Linked DNA regions of Mus musculus: all the other regions are linked to region 3. The links are chromatin contacts, called in public HiChIP or PLAC-seq and promoter capture Hi-C maps. All regions are on one chromosome and are shown on one strand. The core of a region is the stretch at or near the end of the contact, and the rest is flanking DNA. Distances in the headings are between cores, read along the strand shown. Region 1 overlaps Tmeff2 (transmembrane protein with EGF-like and two follistatin-like domains 2). Region 2 overlaps Tmeff2 (transmembrane protein with EGF-like and two follistatin-like domains 2). Region 3 holds the start of 9330175M20Rik (RIKEN cDNA 9330175M20 gene).

Region 1 (3,140 bases), core at 608-3,107, 350 kb after region 3:
TATCTTGGGTGATTTCATTTTGTAGTATTTTTGGTATCTATTTTATTTTTAAAACAGCAAATAGGAATGCTAGCAGAGACTAATATCTCATAGTTCAAGCAAGGGCTAAGTCACAGAGGGCAGGCACCTGCTCTGGTGGACTTAAACTTAGCTTTTATTATCAGTCAACAGCTAAATTGTTATCCATGTATGCTACGTCTTAGTTGAACCTTAAGTGACCTTTTCATTTCTTCATAACCAATAGTAATTACTTTCGTGTGGTCAAAGAGAGGTCTGTCTCTGAGTTGCAACATCTCAATCATTAGCTATTGGTGGTTATGATTTTTCAAGCTGTAAGCAGTTTGCTTTCTTGTCTACATCTCTAAGGTAAAAATAAATAGTTACAATAGTGTATTAGCTCATGTTTTACAAAACTGCTTCAGTTGTGATATACATTTTTAATATAATAATCTGACTGCACTATGATGAAATGTTCTAGAATGAATGAACTCATAAAAATTCATTGGTAATGCCTGTTCCTCAATTAAGGAAAGTCTGTCTATGAAGCTTAGGAGAATTGCTTGTAATGAGTAGAAAGCTCAATCATGTTTCCCACAATTATTGCAGCTAACACTTGCATTTGGATTGTGCAGACTGTCAATTTAAGCTATCTTCCAAGGACAGGCTCTACTGACCTTCTGTGCATTGGTTCCCTCGAAAAGAAAAAGGTCCTGATTTGTAGGATTCTGTGACTATTTCATTTGGAAAATTTGCAAAGGAATTTGTCCAAATATAACAAGTATTTTGAAGAGTGTTCTTGATCTGAAAGGTTTCACGGTTTCACAGTTTTCTTACATTATGAATATCATGGAAGTGGAAAATGAGGTTACCAGAATTGTAATTATGTACTTGATTGACAGCCCATGGACAAACTTGAGATCTCTGTTCCCCCAGGCTTGCATTTCCTTTGCCTTGTCCTTCTTATACCTCATGCATTAAGGAATTGTGACAATTGCAGAACATCTCTGGGGTCCTTATTACACTGCCTGTGATCTCCCTGCCTAAGCAGAGCTGTGTGGTACATCGTGGATGATCAGATAGGCTTTTCACAAGGCAGTTTACTCTTTGTTAATATTGAAGAACGTTACAGCAAGTGATCTGAGGGAATCTAAATGGCCGAAAGACACATTTAAAATTATATATATATTTTGGTTCCAAGGCCATTGCAGAGTAAAAGCATGGTACAAAATTAATCTAGCCAGTTAGAGAGTGCAAGAAACACAAAGCATCTGCTGGCCGCCTCTGGAAGAAAACAGTGGCGTTTGTCTAGACTTCATGATTCATTTTTGGCATACGTTGTTACTGCTGGAAGCCAAATTATCACAGCCTCATCTAACAGATTACCTCCCAGGAAGATTTTTAAACATGTGTGGCTTTTTAAAAATTGAAACAAGTGTATTTTTAGATTATCTTCTGTGTCTAGGAGGTCCCTAAGATCCAAAACATCTCCATATATATATAAAACCAAAAAGACTGGCAATAATGAACTAGAGACCTGCTTATTTTTCTCCATCTCCCTGCACCACAAGCAAACAATCTTTTGATGCCCATGGCTTCTAAGCCTCTAATTTTGCTTTCAAATCCGGCTCATTGTCTTCTAGAGTTTGCTGAGTTGAAGGGAGCTGGGAACCCCAGAATGGCATCCAGAGGACGCTTTCTCCAGAAGCTCTTCCCAGCCTGGTGAGTGTATTTCAGTTTCACGTCAACATTTATTTTCTTCTGCAACTTAATTTGCACAGAAGCAAGCAGTACTCCTCTGCCTCCAAAAATACGTGTGAGTGGGTGTGTGTACAAGGAGAGGCTAGCAGAGTGAGTGGGGTGGGGGAAGCATTGAGGGAAGCTCAGCTTGTGCCTGTGCTTACCTTCAAACTTCTGTATGAGAATCAGGGCCGTGGAGCTCTTTTGTGAATGGGCTATTAGTGTTGCTATTTCTTAGGCAACAGAGTTCTGAATGTATGAGATTAAGACAGGGAAGAAGTAGAAGCAAGCACTGCATGAAGAGCCTGGGTTTCATTTATGAATTCCATCTCTACTACACCAGTAAACTCTCCTCTGCCTTGAAGCTAAGGGTGAAGGCAGTAAAGGATGCACATACTCCTGCGCAACAGTAAATGCACTAGACTGGAGTATGTCAGAACATCAGCTTCCCACCACAGATGCATGTAATAACAATTCCATTCTGCACTCACAACTATGTACTTTCACATGACTATAAGTTGATTCATCTATTGAACAAGTGATGCAATGAAGGCAAAATGCCACCTAGCCCATCACTAACTGCGTTCAGCTTTTGTTCCCTATGTGGTCTCTGCTGTACTCCCTAATCCAAAAGACTCATCACAGAACAATTCCTTGTAAGTCTCTGATGCCAATATTTTGTTGCCATTCACCTTTTGTGCTGATGTTAGTAAGCCCCACTTGTTTTGTTTATCTTGCATAAATAAAAATATACTATTAAAAATTTAGTTGTGTAAATCTCTTCCAAATGTAAAATCAGTTAACCTATTATATTTTTTAAAAAATACAGACAGGATAGTGAGACATAGACATTATTAATTATAAACTACAAGCTTACATTGACCAGAAAATTAATAGAAACTCTGGTGTAGCAAGTGCCAGACATGTCCTAGAAAATAGGGATCAATGTTGAAATCATCACAGTTCATTTGTCTTAAGTTTTTATTGTGCATCTTGGACAACACATTCAACTACTCCTTCCAACACTGTCCTGTCCAAGACTATTTACAAAGTTTAAGCAACAAACCTATGAAGCAGAGACCCGAGTGTGTGTGTGGTGTCTCCCATAGTGCACAATTAATTATTCCACAGCAGGACACAGAATAGCAATATCTTGCCTTTATGATACATGGACAGTTCTCTGCAACCCACTAAGTTTCCTTCTGGTTTGACTTTATTCCCCAAAGTGTCTCAGACTTAAGGAACTGGTATTGTTCCCTTCAACACAGTCCACTGTCTAAACAGTGCCTCACTGTTTATTTTTACATTGGCTCCTATGAAAATCCCCAGACAGTAAGCAGATGGTGGTGGCAAGAATCTTGTCTCTGTGATTCCCTTGGCAGCTTCTCTTTGTCTTGAGTTCC
Region 2 (2,909 bases), core at 71-2,570, 270 kb after region 3:
ATTGAATTTCGTGTTTCATGTGAAGACTGAGAATCTTTCTCCCCCAAGTGTGATTTTCTCTTGATCTGTAAGTGTGACAAGATGCATTAATTTTCACATGTTAAACTAACCTTACACTCTTGGGAAAAATGAAGCCTGATTTAGTATATTGACTTCTTAATATGTTACTGGACTATGTTCAGCATTTCCGTACTTGTTATGCTTTGTTGTAACTTTAATTTTCTTTTCTAGTGTTCTGCATACTTCGTTTAGGAGTATACAGAGTCTACACTGAAAAGAGACAGAAGTGTAGGAAGAGGATGCCTTGTCCACTGCTTGTTATTATCCAGTATAGATGTACTAGAATGACTTCTATCATAAATTTGACTTTTTTTTTGCATGATGGAACATAATTCTCTCATTTTAGTGAGTTCTGCTTTTACTTTTATTCTTTCCTTTGTGCTACATTCTTAGGATGTAGTTCATTATGTTTCAAATTCATTAACACCTTATTTTCTAATAGAGGTACTATAGGCTAATCTCCAAACACAAGTTGCATTAACTGTTCCCTACACATCCTGACATCTCTGTATTTCCCTTGAAATATCCATTTTTATGCATCCTTTGAAGTTTCTTCTGTAACCCATGGATTACTTACTATTTTGTTTCTGATTCCAATATTTAAGCATCTTTAAAGGTTTATTGTTTTACTTTTTGGTTTATTAATTCAATTCAATACTTTATTTTGTCATGAATAGAAACATTATTTAATATTTTCAAATTTATTAAATATTGTTTTACAGTTCAAGACAAGGTCTATGTAGCACCTTGGGAATTACAACTTGCTTCTTCGAAAATGTATGTAGCTCTTGTGGGGAATAATTTCTTACTGATGTTAAGTAGCTCATGACTGATAGTGTTACTCAGCGTCTGTATAAATGTGGTGGTTTTGGTTTCTATGGTATCTGCTAGTGAGAAGAACACAGAAATCCATATTGGTGACTGTAAGGTTGCTTCTTGTTCTTTGTGTTTTGACTAATCTTCTGAAATGTCTCTGGAATGTAGTAAGACTCTCCAATCATGAGTCACCTGACTTTTCTATTCCTATCACCTGATTTCTTTTGCTTTGTTTCAAATTTAGTATACCTAATCTCTTTCTTTCAGTTTGTTTAAGAGTCTCTCTTTAAGAATTGATTTTAATTTTTCATAAAAATTATTAAAAGGCATTTCTTGTAAACAACATATATTTGAGTCATTAAAAAAACCCCAGTTTGCGTAATTTTGTGTAAACACGAGTGTCCAGTCACTCATTCCACCTTAATGACTAGTATACAAACACTAGGTTTCAAAGCATGCTTGTGTTTGGTTCATATTTTCCATCATGACATTTTGTCCCTCTTTTCCATGTTGTGCTTTAATATTTGTTTATTTATTTTTGATGAATTAATAATTTTATAAACTTTGTTTTATTTTATCTCATCTAATGATTCTTGGGATGGAAGCTGCATTCCTTTATGTTATTACTTTGGTAGTTGCTCTGAAATAACAATATGGATCTTTAATAATTATGTTATCACCTTGTTTTAGCAATCATTGAGAGTACACTTCTAATGATTCTCTCCTAAGCTTTACACTGTTATGATCATATTTCTTTGTACCCTCATGATAAAAATTATGAACATATGGAAATTTACTTTAACGGCCATCCTGCTCTTTTCTGTTAGTTTAACTAGCAAAATGACAAATAATTCATTACTAATGCTCTGTCGATCATTCATAAATGGTTGACTTTTGACCTAGGTGTGCCCTAACTCTTAAAGATATGCCTGGAGTACACATTCTTCATGGAAAACACTCCTGGAAAAAATCATTTCCAGAGCAGTTTGCATCATTTGTATCCATTATTTCTTTCTTATTTCAGAATGAAAGAATTATATGCCTCATGTCATGGCTGTCTGACCTATATTTCTATGATGCCACACTTTGCATTCTGACATGAGCTGGCATTGAAATGTGAGAGCAACAGAGAACACACTGGCTTGAAGCTGTGAGAAAGCCATCATGTGCACTTGTACATTCTTGCTTTTTCTGTTTATATAAAGGACACATGATAAAATATGTGCTGTTCTTTCAGCCAGCTCCAGTATGAGAAGATGTATGGGCCAGGGCCACAGCTGACCACAGCAATGAAGGAAGAAATATGCCATAGACACTGCAAGCTTCTGAGATTCTGAAGTCATTTGTAACTGTAGCTTTACCTATGGAAAACAGACTAATAAATCACTGGCCGGTGTTATTAATAAATTCCAAAGTCACAAGCATTCTCACGCCTCAGATTCTGCTTGTTTTCCTTATCTACATAACACTTGGCCTACTTGCCTCCCTCGTAGCATGTATTTGTATCTTTCATCGTCTCCCTTTATTGCCAGCATATGCTCTACAATGGTTACACCATGTTTGCTCTGTTGCACTTTGATTTTCTTCCCAGATGATACTAACTTTGCCAGTCATTGTACAGCTTCCATTTTCTCTCCATGAAGCTTTAGGTCAGCATTTTGTTCTACATATAAGATGTGTTGTTTACATTAAGCATAGCATCAACATTAAAAATAACAGAAACATAGGCAAGTAAAAATATTCTGTGCATTGAGTGTCAAATGATCCTTTTAATTATCAGATAGTATAAAAAAAGATTTTGAGGTTGAAAATGTGACCCACAGGTCCAGTTTCAAGCCCACTCCAACTATTATGAACCTGGGGAAATATCGAATATTAGTTGTATTCTATGCAAACTCTAATATGATTAGTTTTGAACAATTATAACAGTGCTTTTCTCCTTCTATTTATAGTCAATAGGAACTTGATTCCAAAGTAATTCTTGATAGACTTTGAAGGTTTTTAAAAAATCTTTACCTATATAAAGAGTTAAT
Region 3 (3,044 bases), core at 538-3,037:
GTATTATTTTTTCCCGAAACCCTTTGCTGTTTGGTAACGGAGATAATTCATATTTTATTTTACTGTGATTTCATGTTGTCTCTTTTGATGACACTGAGTGTCAAAAACACACAGAAGGTGATTGTAAACGCATTAGCATATTAACATACTTCCTTGGAAACTGTACTCAAGACTCTGTTATCCAGTGTTTACTTGTAAGCTTATGAGGTTGTAGTGTGGAAGGGGTGATGGGCAGCGGTGGTGGCTGGACACAGAGTTCTCTGAACATTTCAAATATTTAGGACAGTCAGCAACTAGCTGGGAGAGTGATCCTGTCCATGGGGCCCATCAGTTTATCTGGACTCATGACTGCCACAGCTTGTAGAGACCTGCAGCATGCAGCTTGTCTCTGCCTTACCACTTCTCTCCCAGAGGAACAAAGCAAAACCAAGACATTTTGCTTAAAGGCCATTGTTGTCTAATGGTGGGCATGGTGGTGTGAGTGACATAAAAAGCTCTCTAAATAAGTAAAAATTCGAAAGCCTTTTTATAAAATGTTCTATTACACAATGACTACGTGCTAACTTGGAGAAAATGAAATTGTAGGCAATTAAAAAAATAAAAACAAATGAACAAACGAACGAGCAAACAAAAACAACCCACAAGTCATGTTGAAGAAGGAAGATGTGCTAAGTAAGGGCTCCTTTATTCCCGGAGAGTTTGGTATCCCGAGGCCTGTGGTGACAGTAACAGAAAGTCTAAAGTGGTAAGATTGAGCACACACTATAAAATGGGGAGGGTTTTATAGTGGCTAGATTTTATTTGCTTATAAAGCCTCTATCCTTTCTGCCTCTTAAGAACACTTGTTGCCACGTTAGAGCATCCAGACATAATGTAAGGTAAACCCCGAGGAAAACATGCAAAACGCTGCTCAGAGGGTTCTGAAAGCCTACGGTTCCTTTTCTCACTTAATGCAACTGGGGCTTTGCTTTCCCTGAACAAGACAAGTGCCTGTGGTTTTCCTCCCTAAGATCTGCAGGAGGAGGCTGTTTTTAGCTGAGAGCTGCTGCTTTGCCTATCACTGAAGTGCTGGTTGTAGGATGCCTGGGAGAGAAGGCATCTGGAGAGGAGGAAGGCGGAAGCAAAATGCGTGTAGGGAGCTCAGGGCTAACAAGGCAATGTGCTAGGGATGTACTCCTGAAGCAAGGGCAGCTTGGAGGCAGGCAGATGGGGGGGGGGCGCTTTGGCAGTCTTTAGCCTCTTAGGTTCTTTCATTTGTTTGTTATTCTAGGGAGCTCTGATTTATTTGTATCATTTTACTGATATTGGGAGGTTAAAAATATGTTTCCGTGTGTATAGCAATTAACAGCAGGCTCTGCACAGTGGAATATTCCAGGATTTAGGAGACTGCTAGACTTTTATTGGTTCCAGCCAGCAGATGGCGGTAGTGTACCATAAAAGAGCACACAGGGTTCGCCCAGTGAAGCCGGGAGGTTCAGTTTTGTTTTGCTTTGTTATTTAAGCTCGACAATACCCATCTATATATCCTGTGGGCGCACAGTGTTTGAGCCTCGTCTAATCTTAAACTTGTTTTATGATGATATCATTATTTTTTACTGCTACAAATTAACTGTCGGTTTCAATCTACCCCATATTTCAGCTGCCTTGGGGGGATCATCTTGTCAGTTGTGTGGCTTTCCAATTTTATGACTGAGATCAAGAGTGATTCCTTAAAGGCACATGGGAAACAATGAAATGTGGGGCAGTGACTGTGAGCTCCGTTTGGTGGCCACTCCCGGAGGTGATCAGGAACGGTACAGAAGGACAAGCACGCCACGAAGCCCACAGCTCCGTCTGAAAAGTGACTGCCTTGACATTTACCCAGGCTCAGCCACTCGTTTAGGTATGGTCCTGACTTACTATCAATGGAGTAAAGCGGGGCTGCATGAATCCCAACATTATCTTATAGCGTTATATTCAAACACAGGAGAAAGTAGAGATTCTAGGGCACGAATATCTTTGATGATACACAGGAAGTTGTCTTCTTTCGCAGGGACAAAAAGCACCCGCATCCAATCACCTATTTACTCTCCCTTGAGTGGGATGCTTTCTGGGAGCCTACTGGGTGTTTGCCCTTGTGTGAAAAGTCCTTGTGAACCTACCGGCAAGAAGCTCTTGATTGCTGCCTAATCTTTTCTTGAAGCGTAAGGGCAAAAGAGATTAGGATCCTCTTGATAGAGTTGGCAGAGCACCATTGATTGATGATAAACTTGAAGGAGAAAGGGGTCATATTCCAGCTTGCCCCAGTCAAAGATTTCCGACAGACAGCAGCCCACTGTTGTAAATCTGTTGCCAGCCAGCACACTGTCCGTGGGTGTGCAGAGGCAGGGACAAAGCCCAGAGGCTGTGAAAAGACCCGGCTGCTCCTGAAATGCTGGGTGAACAGAGTAAGTGTGGGTTCAAGCTCCCTCCAAAGTCATCTGTTCTCTGCATAAGGGCTACTTTGGCTTTTTAAGCAATCTGTGACTCACTCGTCTCCTGCCACCCCACCTCCTAAACGTTCAGTCCCTATGCAATTGTTCTTAACCCTGTGTCTCTAAGTAAACCTAGAATTACTGGAGAATTTTCTTTTAAATAAGAATGCTTTAACCCCAGCTTCTAGAACTAGATGGTCCTTATTAGAATAAATAAGAATGGCTACCCTACAGCATGCCCAATATGAGTTAGGTCTCTTCCTAATGTGTGTGTGTGCGTGTGTGTATAGATCTCTTTATGTCTTTTTTTTTTTCAGATGTCTTTCTCAATTACTTCACCTTATTTTTTGAAACAGGCCTCTCACTGACTCTAGGACTCATTCTTTTGACTAAACTAGCTGGCCAGAAATCCCTAGGACTGCATCTGCCTCCCCAGTACTGGGATTACTAATGGATGCTGCTGCTGGACCCTACTGTTTCACATGGGTGCTGGAGAATCTGAATTCAGCTCCTTATACTTATTTGGCAGGTACATACTTTCTTGACTGGGCCATCTCTCCAGCCCCAATTTTAATTTTTATGGCACTCATT

Evidence for each region. Promoter capture Hi-C pulls out the DNA fragments that hold promoters and counts their contacts. HiChIP or PLAC-seq counts read pairs in DNA pulled down with a chosen protein or histone mark.
Region 1: a contact with region 3 is called in a promoter capture Hi-C map of hippocampal neurons, with 3 times the contacts expected there. The contact joins the enhancer-like site here to the promoter of 9330175M20Rik in region 3. A contact is called at or near these places in 3 of 39 promoter capture datasets (the SN4741 cell line, hippocampal neurons and liver), 2 of 484 Hi-C or Micro-C datasets (embryonic stem cells and muscle stem cells) and 9 of 115 datasets of contacts at active chromatin or transcription factors (astrocytes, differentiating embryonic stem cells, embryonic basal ganglia and 6 more).
Region 2: a CTCF HiChIP or PLAC-seq map of the NIH/3T3 cell line shows a contact between it and region 3, with 7 read pairs. The contact joins the enhancer-like site here to the promoter of 9330175M20Rik in region 3. A contact is called at or near these places in 1 of 15 datasets of contacts at CTCF or cohesin (the NIH/3T3 cell line), 5 of 484 Hi-C or Micro-C datasets (cortical neurons, embryonic stem cells, frontal cortex and 1 more) and 1 of 115 datasets of contacts at active chromatin or transcription factors (neural progenitor cells).

The regions. Positions count from the first base shown.
Region 1 is chr1:50,979,483-50,982,622 of GRCm38.p6, reverse strand. The region is part of intron 4 of Tmeff2 (transmembrane protein with EGF-like and two follistatin-like domains 2); the gene reads right to left. Among named protein-coding and RNA genes, the nearest start is that of Tmeff2, 54 kb to the right of the region's middle. Within about 2 kb of position 1,857, at least 21 of the 459 cell types and tissues checked have an H3K27ac peak or open chromatin away from gene starts, as enhancers often do. A contact at or near this core is called in hippocampal neurons and muscle stem cells, where this site is marked.
Region 2 is chr1:51,063,907-51,066,815 of GRCm38.p6, reverse strand. The region is part of intron 4 of Tmeff2 (transmembrane protein with EGF-like and two follistatin-like domains 2); the gene reads right to left. Among named protein-coding and RNA genes, the nearest start is that of Tmeff2, 140 kb to the right of the region's middle. Within about 2 kb of position 1,320, at least 22 of the 459 cell types and tissues checked have an H3K27ac peak or open chromatin away from gene starts, as enhancers often do. A contact at or near this core is called in the NIH/3T3 cell line, where this site is marked.
Region 3 is chr1:51,332,522-51,335,565 of GRCm38.p6, reverse strand. 9330175M20Rik (RIKEN cDNA 9330175M20 gene) reads left to right here and starts at 1,787. Exons shown (of 5, transcript NR_045151.2): 1 at 1,787-1,882.